Regions from separate parts of the Mus musculus genome. Here region 1 is linked to region 2. A link is a contact called in public Micro-C data. All regions are on one chromosome and are shown on one strand. The core of a region is the stretch at or near the end of the contact, and the rest is flanking DNA. Distances in the headings are between cores, read along the strand shown.

What was found. Hi-C and Micro-C count contacts between places; a contact is called where the count stands out from the background.
Region 1: a contact with region 2 is called in a Micro-C map of embryonic stem cells, with 4 times the contacts expected there. The contact joins the promoter of Rnf152 here to the promoter of Tnfrsf11a in region 2. A contact is called at or near these places in 2 of 39 promoter capture datasets (liver and stem cell-derived epiblast-like cells), 1 of 484 Hi-C or Micro-C datasets (embryonic stem cells) and 1 of 115 datasets of contacts at active chromatin or transcription factors (pancreatic cancer cells).

Annotation. Positions count from the first base shown.
Region 1 is chr1:105,352,261-105,358,655 of GRCm38.p6, forward strand. It overlaps Rnf152 (ring finger protein 152), which reads right to left and starts at 4,450. Exons shown (of 3, transcript NM_178779.4): 1 at 4,083-4,450; 2 at 2,781-2,903. Gm17634 (predicted gene, 17634) reads left to right here and starts at 3,747. Exons shown (of 2, transcript NR_151540.1): 1 at 3,747-4,645.
Region 2 is chr1:105,775,853-105,782,825 of GRCm38.p6, forward strand. It overlaps Tnfrsf11a (tumor necrosis factor receptor superfamily, member 11a, NFKB activator), which reads left to right and starts at 4,871. Exons shown (of 10, transcript NM_009399.3): 1 at 4,871-4,977. The coding sequence starts at 4,900.

The DNA of each region.
Region 1 (6,395 bases), core at 3,200-5,699, 420 kb before region 2:
ATGGTGTGCATGATATGAATTCACCTTTCTGTATGTACATGTGTGCATGTATGTGCATGTCATAATACACACGTGGAGGTCAGAAGACCTAGGTGTTATCCATTTGTTTGAGAGAGCAATTCTTTGTCATTCTCTGCTGCATACACCAAGCAAGCTAGCTGGCACATAAGCCTCCAGAGATTCTTGTCTCTCTTATCATTTGTTGTTAGAAAACTGGGAACACAGATGTGTGCTCCTACATCCAGCTTTACTTGGTCCTTGGGAATTAATGGCAGGTCCCCATGCTTGCACGGCAAGCGCTTTACTCACTGAGCCATCTCCCCAATGCATTCAGCAGATTCTTTAAGATATTTATCCTTGATTTACTCAAAAACTGCTCATGGAACAGCAAATACCTTCCACCCCTTGAGCCAGGCCCCGTGGGACAAGAGACTTGTGTCACCAGTATAATTCAGCTGTTCCCAGCTCTTCCCATTTCCATGCAAGGAAGGTCATAGAGCTTATTTGGGACCAGAACAATGTGACATGCTTCTGGGCTGGATTATGGGGTAGACTGAGTGATACCTGAGCCACTTTCTTGAGAGCAGTGATTCCATAAGACCAAGTTTGAGCAAGCCTCTATCAGTTTAGGGCCTGAGCAACTACAGCGAGCCTGGCCTTTCTATTCTGCAAGCCCAGGAAAGAAATGGTCGGGCACTGGTATGTTGAATATTCCTCACTACAGCAAAATCAATAACACCTCAGTACTTTAAAATGAGTGAGAAGAAACCTACAAAAGTCTACCTGTCCCCATCTGCTTTCTAAATCAGGTGACACAGGAATGTAGACATTATTTTGAACTTGATGCACAGCTGACTGCTGAACAAGAAGGTCCAGGTAGAATAGTCATAAAGAAATGAAAAGAAAATGGCCTCCCTACATTGGTGGAGCCTCAGCAGCCATGGAAATCCAACTGAAGAGTTCAATGTCTGTAAAGAAAAGGCTACTTCTGACCCAGCCCAGACATTTGGGGAATTCAGAACATTCTAGAGAAAACGACAATCAAGCAGAGGTTGTGTGAGCCTCCTCAGACGTGCAGGCCTTCTCAGTCACTTCCAAGTAAGACCTGCATTTCTTTGTCTCCCTATAATCTCTTTGAGGGTGATTCATGACCGTTGTCTCTATCCATCACTTACCCCTTGGCACCTTGCACAGAATCCGTATTTCTGTTAAGTACACAAAAGCGTCTGCAGGGTGAACAAGTAAACACTGGACTCAAAGGTCAGCTATGCCAGCCTAGAGCTAAGCCCACCTCCCGAGACCCCAGGAAGAAGATGATGTAAAGAAGATGACCCCAGGGAGCTGATGTAAATCAACATTTCATTATGAGTTATCACAGCACATGATGAAAAATTACAATAAAATCTAATACTACACTATAGCTATCTTTGTTCTTGGACATGCAATTACATGTGCAGGCAGCTATTTTTCTATGTGGAAAATTGTGTGTGAGGGTTTTTTTTTTTCCTATTAAAAAGCCACACCCTTGATTCTATTGCATTATTACATTCCCTATTATTCCATCACGTGGTTTTTCTTCTTGCTGTAATCCAGGACACACCCAGAATTACTGCTGACAGAAAAATCACCTGTCAACATACCTTCATCCTAACACCATGTTGGTAATCTTGTCTCTGCAAAGCAGTAGCCTTTGTTTTAGCTAGAACAAAATGACTGCCCCACTTCTAATGGTTTTCCAAGCTTTCAGTAGAAGGGTCAACGTTGGTGTCACTCCTGGTTTTAAAGCCACCTTTAGAAGCAAAACTATCCTAGAACAGAATGACAAACATCTTAAGCTCTTTAATTAGTTTTAGAGGGATTTTCGAGAAAAACTGTAAAGAGCATCCACTCTGGTCCTTGATGCTGTTATACTGCAAAAGAGGTCTCAGGAGCCAATGGTCCTCAACAATCTGACCTCCCTATAAGGAAAGCCTGGATCTAGCCCATGCTCCAGCCCATGGGATGCTAAAAGCTCTGGATTCTAGGAAGGCATGCCAGTGCTGAAATGTGTGTCCTGGTACATCTGAAGGTGAGTTTTCAATGAATTCTATCATGATAGGCCAGAGTTTTAGGGAAAGAACCAAAATCTAAAGGAAAAAAATGGAGAAAGAGAGGATAATGATTTGTGTCTATATAAAGGGAAACATAACTAAAGCTCTGTCTCTTCTATGTTCGTTCTGCTCCTACCCAGCAGCCCTCTCTGCTACCTGCCAGTAATTTAGCATCAGCCTGCCCTGATACTTTGGCAATGAAAAGATGGGAGAGAAACAGTCCTTCTTCCTCAGAAGGCCACTGCATGTGACCAATGCCCGAACTGAGCACTGGTCAAATATCTTATGAGCTTTATGATTATTAACTTTCCCACAATATCTTTAATTAGAAGACATCTCCACTTTACACAAAACACTGTCTTATCCAAACCCATATTTATGTACAACTGTCTGTGTACTGACAGCATCAAAATTCACACCATCCAGTGGAACTAATACAGGTCCAATATAAGTGGCTCCCAGTGACCTCTCCAAAAGGAAAGGATGAAGTCATTTGCAATGTTGGTGGAACAAGACATTCGAGTGAAGTCCCAAAGGTAGGACAGACTTTTTTTGCTTGCTTGGGTGGCCCCTACTCCCTCACAAATACAAATGCTGTGAAAGCAGAAACACCCAGGCAGCCCTGTGTCAGCGCTGTGGGCCCAAATGACCCAGAGACACCCAGGCAGTTACCCAGATCATTGGGGTTACCTGAATCTGTCACGCGTCCCTTTCACCCCCTTCTGCGTGTTGACATCAAGTGGAAACAGTAAGCGTTTGGGAGACAAGAGGCTGACAAGCAGGAAGCGCGATTGAGACCCAGCTTTGTTCAGCCTGCAGTGAAATACATGCAGTAATAGTTAGATACTCCCAGCACAGACAGAAATCCAAGCACCCTCCGAGACCACTGGAACACGAGTAGGCGTCCCGAGAGGATGAGAATGGGGGGTAGAAGACTGGTAAAACAGGGAAGGGTCATTAAGGCTCTCCTGGATAAATAATCACCTCCTGGCTCCTCTGCAGTCTACGCCCCCCCTGCCGCGCCCCCAAGTTATCCCGCGGTAAAGCGGCTACCATCAACCGTAATGCCTCAGAAATATAGGAGTCAGGATGGAGAATACCATCATCTTTTTAAGGCAAAATGCTAGCAAAATACACGAGTTAAGCCCACACAGCTAGCAATGCGGGGCATGTAGTCGCCTGCCCAGACAAACACACACACACACACACACACACACACACACACACAATCAGGGATGCATCTGAGAGTATCCTTTCGTTGCCTGGCCACCACCTCAAGTCACTGTCTCTGTTTTGTCAATTACCCTACTGTTTCCAAATCTATGCAGCACTCCCCCACCACACCCCCACGGTAGGCGGGATCCCAAACCAACACTGTGGAGAAGCTCCCCACAAGTCCTGCCGGCTTTGTCCTGCTGCTGTCCTTCCAGAAGCAAGCGCCCCAGGCCCGTGGGTCCGCACAAAAGACCCCCAGAATCTGGCCCTCCATTCGGCCCCCTTTTCCAATAATGGCTTGGGGGCAACTTCTAGCTAGGAATCGGGAGTAGGAAGGCAGGACAGGACTGGAGGGGACGACCCAGGGCTTGAGAATGCTGGGGGGGGGGGGGGGGCACGGCAGGGATGTGCGCGCACCTCAAGGGCGCGTGCGGCGCGTGCATGAGGCGAGCTCCCGGGACCAGAGCTCCAGGGGGCATCCCAGGACTCCGAGGAACCAGAGTCAGCTGCCATGACCCCATCGCGCTCCCAACTCAAAGCAAAGCCCGAGGAAAACCCAACTCCCGGGACCACCTCCTCGAGAGACGCCTCTCCAGCTCCGCACTCCTTTAACCAAACAAACCACCCCAATCATAGTCCAGGAAGAACCTCCAGTTATATCTCAGGCTACCGTTGCCCTTTCCCGCTTTCTCCTAGGCACAGCCTTCCACGCGAGTCCCCTCTGCACCCGGGACCTGGGAGCACACTGAACAGGAAAACAAACCGAAACTCACTGACCTCTCTCAGCAGCAGGCTCGGCTCTGTTACGCCGCCGGCGGCTGCAGCAACGTCGGAAGCATCCCGGGGGTCCGCACTGCCCGCTGCGCTCTGCTAGACGAGCGCTGAGGGCCGGCTGCTGCCTGCTCCTCCCGCCGCAGGTTGCGGGGCAGCGCGGGCAGAGTGGCGGCAGCGCCTCCCGCAGCCCAGCCCTGCTCGTCTCTCCTTTGGCTTCAGGCGGCGCCCTCCACCTGCCCGGCTGTCCTCCGCCTCCACGATCGGACACCCGCCGCCAGGCACCGGACACTGAGCGGAAGCTTTTGGTGTCACCCCCAGAGACCCAAGCACTGAAGGGAGCGGGAGGCTGAGTGAGCTCTGCTCCGCGGACCGCCCCTCCCCGGCGGCTCCACCCCCTCCCGCACTCCACCCGGCAGCTTGGCCGGCACGTCCGACTGTCTGTCTGTCGGTCGGTCCCCAGTGGCCAACCTCTTGGTGTGGGTGGGGAAGCAGGGACGCGCCCTCTACCCACCGTAGACCAGCGAGCACCTGGACCGAGCACGGAAGGAGGACCTGAACGGTATCAGGTGTGACCTAGAGGCCGAGCACCACAGGCTAGAACGACTGGGACTGGCCAAGGTGGTGACCCAGCTGCGGCTCTGGACTCAAGACCACAGGGGAGAGGGAGGAGTCTAGGCTATTGCCTTTCCCCTGGGTTCTTTTTGGCTGCCCCTGAAAGTTCACTAACCCAACAAGGGCAGGAACCTGTCAGCATGGAACGGGATATGCTCCCAAAGAGCCCCACAGGGACACCTCACACCTCAACCTCCTGTGTAAAGGAAGCTCACAGGAGAGGTGAACAGGAAGGAGCCTAGAGGGTCTACTAAGTTTACCCTATTGCCCACCTTAAAACCCAACTTCAGGCTCAGAGGTAAAGTGCTTGCTTGCCTAGGGTGCATGAATCTGGATTTATCCTCTGTACTCCTAAACAGAAACAAAGCCCTTACCTTTGGGATATGCTTTTAATGTCATGTAACCCCAGGAGAATCTAAAGATAAGGTCTCTTCCTGCTTTTTCACTTAACATATAGTGGAGAAAAGGGGAGATAGGTGTCCCCTGCTGGTCTGGGGCACCATGCCTGAGTTCTGGGGCCTTTTGGGATCCATTCTATTAAGAAACTGAAAACTGACCTGAGTTATGTCTCCTCATCTCTGTGGTTCAGCTAAAGGAGCTCTGTTAATGCACAGAGCAAATGGCTTCTTCTAGACTTCAGGTACTGGGCTCCCTTCATGGGTCCTATGTTCCTTCTTACACAGCAGTGGTTCTCAACCTTCCTAATACCGTGACCCTTTAACACAGTTGCTCATGTTATGGTGACCCCCCCAGCCATAAAATTGTTTTTGTTGCTAACTTCATATAGCAACATTAGCTACTGTTACAAATCAGAATGCAACTATCTGTGTTTTCCAATGGTCTTTTGTGACCCCTGAAGGGGTTGTGACCCACAGGTTGAGAACTGCTGTTGTTCCAGAAGTCCTGAGACCCATGATGGCTCTGTATGAGCTAATGAATCCGTGTTGGCAGCTGGTCCTACTTGCTTTGTCCCACGTGTACAACTTGTGAATTGGTGTTCCAATCAGGCTATTAACACATCGGGAGGCGGGGGCGCGGGGGGGGGGGCGGGGGGGGGACCTGCATCCGGGAGACCCACAAAGCTTGCAGTCTCTGGATCCCAGTAGGAGCTCTGCTTCCTCCAGTCACCAGGCAGACTCTTGCTCCATTGTTCCCTTATCACCTCTACAGCACCCACAGAGGCTCTGCATGCATGTCTTAGGAACCTAAGGTTACTTTGCAAGAATATCTTTAACTTCACCATCAATGTGGGGGTGGGATTAGCCCAGTGGAGGTTGTACAGACCTCCTGCAGAGGCAGAAGGATCTCTGTAAGTTCGAGGCCAGCTTGATCTACAGAGCAAGTTCTAGACAATCAGGGCTACATAGAAAAACCCTGTCTCAAAAAAATAATTTTTTTTAATAAAAAAATTAAAAAGGCCTTTTGGAGGCAGAGTCTCATACATGTAGCCTAGGCTAAGCTGGAATTTATCAGGCAGCACAGACCATTCTGGTACTCCTCCTGCCTCATTTTCCTAAGAACTGGAATTCCTAGTTTTTAGTTATATTTTATTTAGGGAGAGGGGTGCACACCGGTGACAGTATAGGTATGGAGGACAGGTTGCACTTTCAAGACTCCGTTCTCCCCTTCCCCATGAGACTGCACTCAGATCATCAATCTAGGATCAGGCAATCTAGGACAGGCATCTTATTCACTGAGCCATGT
Region 2 (6,973 bases), core at 3,621-6,120:
ATGCTCATGGAAGCCAGAAAAGAGGCTTGGATCCCTTGGAGCTGGAATTACAGATAGCTATGAGCTGCCTGACCTAGGTGTTGGCAACTAAACCCTGAGCCCTCTGAGAGATCAGTAAGTGTTCTTAATCTCTGAGCAATCTCTCCAACCACTAACTTGGTCTTTTAAATCAGGAACAGCACTTAAGTAGTTTCTGTAAGTGATAAGCCACTGCCCTTGCTATAATTTTGTGTATTATTCAGAGTATTTAGGAAAGTACTAGAAATAATTAGGTCCATGTTTCTCATAACAACACTATGTATAAAAAAGATGTGCCCAGTATGGTAGCTCACACCTTTAGTCCCAGCACTTGGAAGGGAGAGTCAGGAATCGCTCTGTGAGTTTGAGGCCTGCCTGGTCTTCACCACATGTTCTAATCAAGCCAGAGCTACACAGTGAGACCCTGCCTCAAAAAGGAAAAGAGAAAGATGAGTGTCTCATAATGATTTTAATGAAACTTATTAACAAATGTATTAATGTATATAAAATTAATTAAATGTATATAAATTAATGTATATAAAACATTCGAGGGGCAGTTTTGTGAAGATCCAAATAAGTTCTTTAAAAGCAATTCAATTGTTAAAACCATTTTTGAAGATGTAATGTGTTAATGTGGGCTTTCTACTTTTCAGACCTGCTTCCAAAACCAGCACACTCACCTCTGGGGCTTTCCAAGCAGAAGTTTTAAGTCTCTTAATCTTATTTGAAAATAGAAGAGGGCAACGCTGGAGATGTGCCAGGAGCGAGCCTTGGTATTTCTGAAGTGCCACAGTGAAAAGTACCTTCTCTCACAAGTCAGTTCCTTTTCGCAGAAGCAGGCTCTTCCAGCTCTCTCAACCACTGTTCTGTCCAGAAAGCCCATCTCCGCATCCAAGATAGCACAGGTTAGACAACTCAAGAGAACTTTACCCATCCTAGTGGCTGCCCCTATACTCTCTTAGTGGTTCAACATCTACCAAGTTACTGTCATTTAAAAATGCAAAAGCAGCCATGTGTGGTGGGTCACATCTTCAACCCCAGCATTTGGTTGTCAATGGCAGAAGTGTGTTGAGAGCCACTGTTGACTACAGATAAGATCCTGTCTAAGGGGTGGGGGTGTGTGTGGGGGGGAGCCAGGCATGGTGGCACATACCTTTTCTTAGGAGTAAAATAGGAGAGAGGGAGGGAGGTGTAAGAGATCATTGAGGAGGCTGGGAGGGAGTGCTTTTCCTGTCTCCTCACGTTCCTGTCTTCACACTGGACATGTGAGCACACCAAGAGAACCTGCTCTGAAAGCCGCAGCTCATCAATCCCAAACAGAGGGAGCTCCACCTCCCAGTGCACCTCAGAAATGGTGGGAAAGAAAGGTGCACACAGAGGGTTCAGGGTTACCTGTTTTATAACTTTCTATTAAAAAAACATTTTTCCTTTAAAAATGTGCCTTTTTCTTTATATCTGGGTGATATGCCTGAGTACAGGCTGGCCTTGACCATCGTGGGAAGAAAAGAGATGGCAACAGGAATCTCCCCTTGTTACCCCAATGTCTGACCTCACATCTAAAGACTTCAGCTTTCTGTAGGTCCTGGGCCCTAACAATGTGGAAACCCCAAGTCTTGTTGATGAAGTACGGTTCCTTGAACTCTTGGTGTTAGGTTAGGGGAGGAACAGGTGTCAGTCTTTTGTCCTCTTTTCTTGAGTTTAAGTACCTAGGTGTAGGAACAGGAAACAGGAACTCAGGAGGTGACAGTGCATATCTCTAATCCCTGTACTCTGAGGCAGGGGCAAGCAAATCCCTGCAATTTTGAAGCCTGCCTGTTTTACATTTTGAATTCAGAGCTAGCCAGGACTACATTATGAGACTGTGTCTAAAAATGCAAATTGCAAGGGCTGGAGATGTGGCGCAGCAGTTCAGAAGAGTTACTGGTCATGCAGAGGAACCTGGTTGAGTTCTTAGCAGCCACACCAGGCAGCTAACAACCACCTGTAACTCCAGTTCCCAGGGATCTAGCTCTGGTCCCATCTTGTGGACTATATTAGCACTTGTACACATGTGTTACAGAAAAAACTTAGCAAGCATATACATATTCCTGTAAGATTAAAAATTGTTTTTAAAAATTATAAAAGAACTTTGCCCTCAGTGAAAGTTCAGTTGGTCGCTGACTTATAATAGTCAGGAGAATAAACTCCATCTTTTTCAGCTTTGGCACGGCCCAAGAATAATAGCATCCATCACAAGCACTGTGAGAATGTTGGATCCTCCTCCTCCTCCTCCTCCTCCTCCTCCTCCTCCTCCTCCTCCTCCTCCTCCTCTTCCTCTTCCTCTTCCTCCTCCTGACTCAGAGTGCACAATCCTGCCCTGGTGCTAGGCAGTAGCTGAACCACAGCTCCCACTCAGCTGGGAGCAAGAAGGGAAGCAGCCAGCAATCTGCAGAGTCCTGTGTTCTGACCTGTGGCATCTGGGCTGGATTATTTCAACTTGTGGGTTCATCTTCATGTAGCCATGTCATTAATCAGGGAGCATCTGCACTTTTAAACCATCAAAAAATAAAGTTCTAACTTTCTCTTTTCCCCACTGTGCAACTCGGCTGCTACTGAAAATTCACTTCTGTTTGTTGCCTAGAGTCCTGAGCCTCTCTGTACCTCTGTCTGAGCTGCAGAGCTCTTCTCCAGGCTGCAGTGGGGGTACTCACTGCGAGCTTCAGCACTTGCCGCTGTGGACTTCCTAGAAACGATCTTCAACTGCTTCAAGTAAACCCCATGAGGCTGCTGTGCTTGTTTACAAATGTGAAATCGAGCAGTAAGTTGCTTCTCTCATTTACTATGTGAACATCTTTTCAACAAACATGTAGGGGTTTTAAATATTACAAACCATGAAAAGCAAACTTTTCTCTACTGAAATACACATTTTTTTTCGTTGTGTGATTTTTATCAAAATGCTGAAATAAACAGTTTTGTGCATTCCCTCAGTGTGTCAATATGTTAAATTCTTAGACATGGACTTGCTTCTCCAAATGATTTTTAACTTTTTAAGGCAACACACACAGTTTAGTTTCCAGAAAACATAAAAGCAACTGGGTAGTAAACCAATCAGGCTGGACAGCCAAGAATTTAAAAGTCAAGCAAGTATTTTGAGGAGATACAAGGATCCCTGGGGTTCCCTTAGCCAGCCAATCTAGCAGAATTGGTAAGGTCTCTAGGTTTTGTGAACGATTCTGTATTGAGAAGGAGAAGTAATTAAGGAAGATACTCAGCATTGGCCTCAGGCCTACAACGTGCACATGAACACACACACACACACACACACACACACACACACACACGCAAACAAGGATATGTATGAAGCAGGCTAATGATGGGTGACAAAATGGAATCTTAGAAGTAATCCAAAGGACTGTTTTCCAGGAAAGGGTTTTGTAACCTGAAAATTTTCCCACTTTACTGTTTTAAAAATAATATCATTTTAAATCAAAGAGTTCTACTGTAGTATTTTATTTAACACAAAATTGTATTGCAATGCATGAAATAAAATACTGTTTCCAAAATTGTTTTAGAGAAACACAAAGGAAGTCAATAATAAAAGTGGACTAAAGATTCAACAAACAGAAAAAATCAGAAAGGTAATAGACTTCAATTCACCGTATGTGACGATCACTAAATGTGCACGCTCCAATAGGAAGGCAGGAACAGTCTAAAATGTATGCTGCCACTTTAAACAGTCTTGCATGGGAAAGAATCAGATATACTACTTACATAGCATTCATAAGAAAGGTGACATGGCTACACATAAATGTAAAGTAGACCAGAATGTGAAATTTTATGTTGATCAAGAAGGGCATGTTGTGATGATAAAAGGTCAATGTACCGAGAAGACATAAATCGCTATGTCTCAAGGGAGTTTCAAGGATGAGAAAAACTGACAGAATTCAAAGAAATAATAGACAAATCCAGTCTTCCTTGTTAGAAAACTCCATAGTTTCTCAGAATTAGACGGAAAAACCATTAACATGGAGGTCAGAAAGCTGGCAGAGACGGTTCTGGCACTCAAGGAATTGAAAACACTGTGTTTCTGTTGACTGGGAGACAAAGCTCTTCCTCTTACTGTTACTACACAGAGGCAAGGCTGTATGTACCATTGTGTAACCAACACTGACCTGAAATTTGGAAAAAGACAAACCCAGAAGCCAGTAATGAGAATCCCTTAACTAATACGACAGGATCGCTTATTCCTGACTTTAAACTAGTTCTGTATTAGAAGAGGTAAGGTAGGTGACCTAGCGGTTCGGGTGAAGGGCTTCGTTAAGCATGGTGGCAAGTTTCTACCTACCTGGAAAGCTTGCTATGAGTGTTACAGAGGGGGTGAAGGGCAGAGACAGGTGCGGTGACTCGGAGAACAGCCAAGAGGAAGCGGTTGTTGGAGGCGGCCAGAATGAGGGGAAGTATAGGGCTGGGTAAAGGAGGTTTGGGGGAGCCGTGGACACTACATTGTGTAGATTCTTTAGTTACAGTTAAGGAAACCCCAACAGGGGTGCACCTTGTGCAGGCAGGGTCCACAGTGGCGACAAGGCAGGGTCCACTGAAGGCGAAGGACAACCTTGGCAGGGCTATCTAGCGCCTGCACGCAGGTGCTGCACCCAGAGAGCTCAGAGCCTGGGGACACTCGGACAGGACTCCGCGCGGGTCTGAAGCACTCGTGGAATGCCAAAACCATCTCTGTCCCGCGTCACGGCAGCCCACGCTCGGGCACCCCCTGGCGGAGCTGGTCGGCGGCGCGGGGGCAGGTGCCGGGCGGAGCCGGGCGCACGGGGCGGGACGAGGCGGGCGGAGGGCGGCGGCGACCGCCGGTCCACAGAGGCCGCGCGCCCAGCCCGCCCGCACCGCGCCATGGCCCCGCGCGCCCGGCGGCGCCGCCAGCTGCCCGCGCCGCTGCTGGCGCTCTGCGTGCTGCTCGTTCCACTGCAGGTAAGGATCCGCACCGCTGTCGCCTGTGGTCCCCCAGGGTCGAGGTCCTCTGGCGCGCCCCAGCCTCACGAGCACCAGGTGAAACTCGGGGTATCCGGATGGAGACCCCAGCTGGTGCGTGGATCTAAGGGACGGCGACTGGGAGGGTGCTGCGGCTTGGAAAGCTGAGGTTTGCAGAAGCCGGAACCTGGGCCACGGGATCTGTGGAGCACGGAGCTTGGGTGCTACCTTGTTTCTCCGGGTGCACCTAGTAGGCTCTTCCCATCTGTAGCTAACGCGGACCTCTGCGACCCTCAGTAAGATTGTATGTACAGACCAGGTTAGTGATTCCTTCCTAAAACCTGCTACCCTTGGGGGCGTGCTTTCAATCCGCGTGGGTCCCTGGGAGTGCAGGGTCCCTGACTTGGTCTTCACACCCTTCCCTATTTTAGTTTTCTCTCCATCTGCCCCACTGCGAAGGCGGAGAAGTGTAGGAGAGATGTCCTGGATGAGAGTTGGAAGTTTCTTTGGCCAAGCTGACAAGCTTTCCTTTTCGTATGTTCCCTTTTCTCCCTCCGCCCCACAAACAGTTCATGGATCGGCAGGAGTTGCTTGTGCTTAGAAACCTTTGACCATGTTAGGATGAAATATGTCTTTGCAATGGCAGAAACTAGGGTAGTGATGTGCCTCGAGCTATTACTGATGCCAAGAACAAGCCTTGCAATCCCTGCCTCCACCTGGGATGGGTCTGGGCCCAATGGTGATGGACAGGATGTAACTAGAATGCATAGTACTTGGGGACCAGGGCTTTTCTGGCAGCTCTTCAGGCACCATCAGCAGCCTAGAGGAGGAGGCAAAAGTCAGTGTGGAGAATCTCCTCCCTGCAGCCTAAGTCCCTGCAGGAAGAGCTCCCAGATCCCTGAATCCCGCGTTAGGGTCCCTCTGGAGTCGCTAGTGCTTGATAAAGAGCTTGGATCCCAGTTGCTGGTCTGCTGGCAACTGAGGAGTCTCACTGCGGTTCCCGGGAGTGATTTCTTTACCACCGTGTTACTCAGTGTGGCAGCCACCCCAAGCACCAAGCCAAATGTTCACTTCTGTCCGGGTAGACTGAGCTGTTCAATGAAGGGAAGCCTGCTAAACATCATGTGCGCTTGGGGGTTCCTCTGCGGGAAGGGAAAATGTCAGCGAGGTTTCTTGGCTCAGCAGTTTTAGATTCTCCTTTCTCCTGTTAAAACAGTCTTTGGCTTCTGTGAATGTCACTGCCCTAGGTGACCTGGCTGTGTTTGAGGTAAGGAGAGAAGAGAAAGGCAGCTTAGCTGACACCAGGACAGAAATAGTGCAAATGTACTTAAAAATTGGAGCTGCACAGTAAAAAGACTCGCTCTACTTCATTGCCAGCAAATTGGGTCTCTTAGAGTGGGTGAGGGAGGGCAAGGCGCGAGGACCTAACAGAATCGACCATTTGAAGCACTTCAAATGTTGCTTGCTTAATGAAGTGATCAACAGGTCGGACAGGGAGCTACCTTTAAAAACAAAAACAAAAACAAAAACAAAAACTAAAAAACCGGGTCTCTATCAATAGCTAGCTGCCTCAGAAAACCTGCCTGACCACACAGTGAGAGGGAAAAACGTACCCACATTTGATTCTAATAACAGACTAGCATAGCGTTTGGAACTAGCTGGCAGTTCTCCTATTTTGTATGTATGTCTGTGTGCAGGCATGTGCTGGGTGTGTTCTTGGCTGTGCTGGGTATGGGACCAGGGGCTGGTCTGCGAGGACCAGGGGCTGGTCTGCGAAGACCAGCATCTCACCACTAAGCTACATCCTCCACCTCCTCCTATGGTTTCCTCAGCTCAGGGCAAGTGTGTGTGCTTGTTATGCTATCTTATTTAGTGAGCAGTAACCCAAAACAGTTGCTGCATGTTCAGCATAGTCACAGATTTTAAGTTGTATCTTTGATCAGCAGTTGATTGAATTGTGTGCAGAATTCGTGGGCACAGTGAACTGACTGTATGT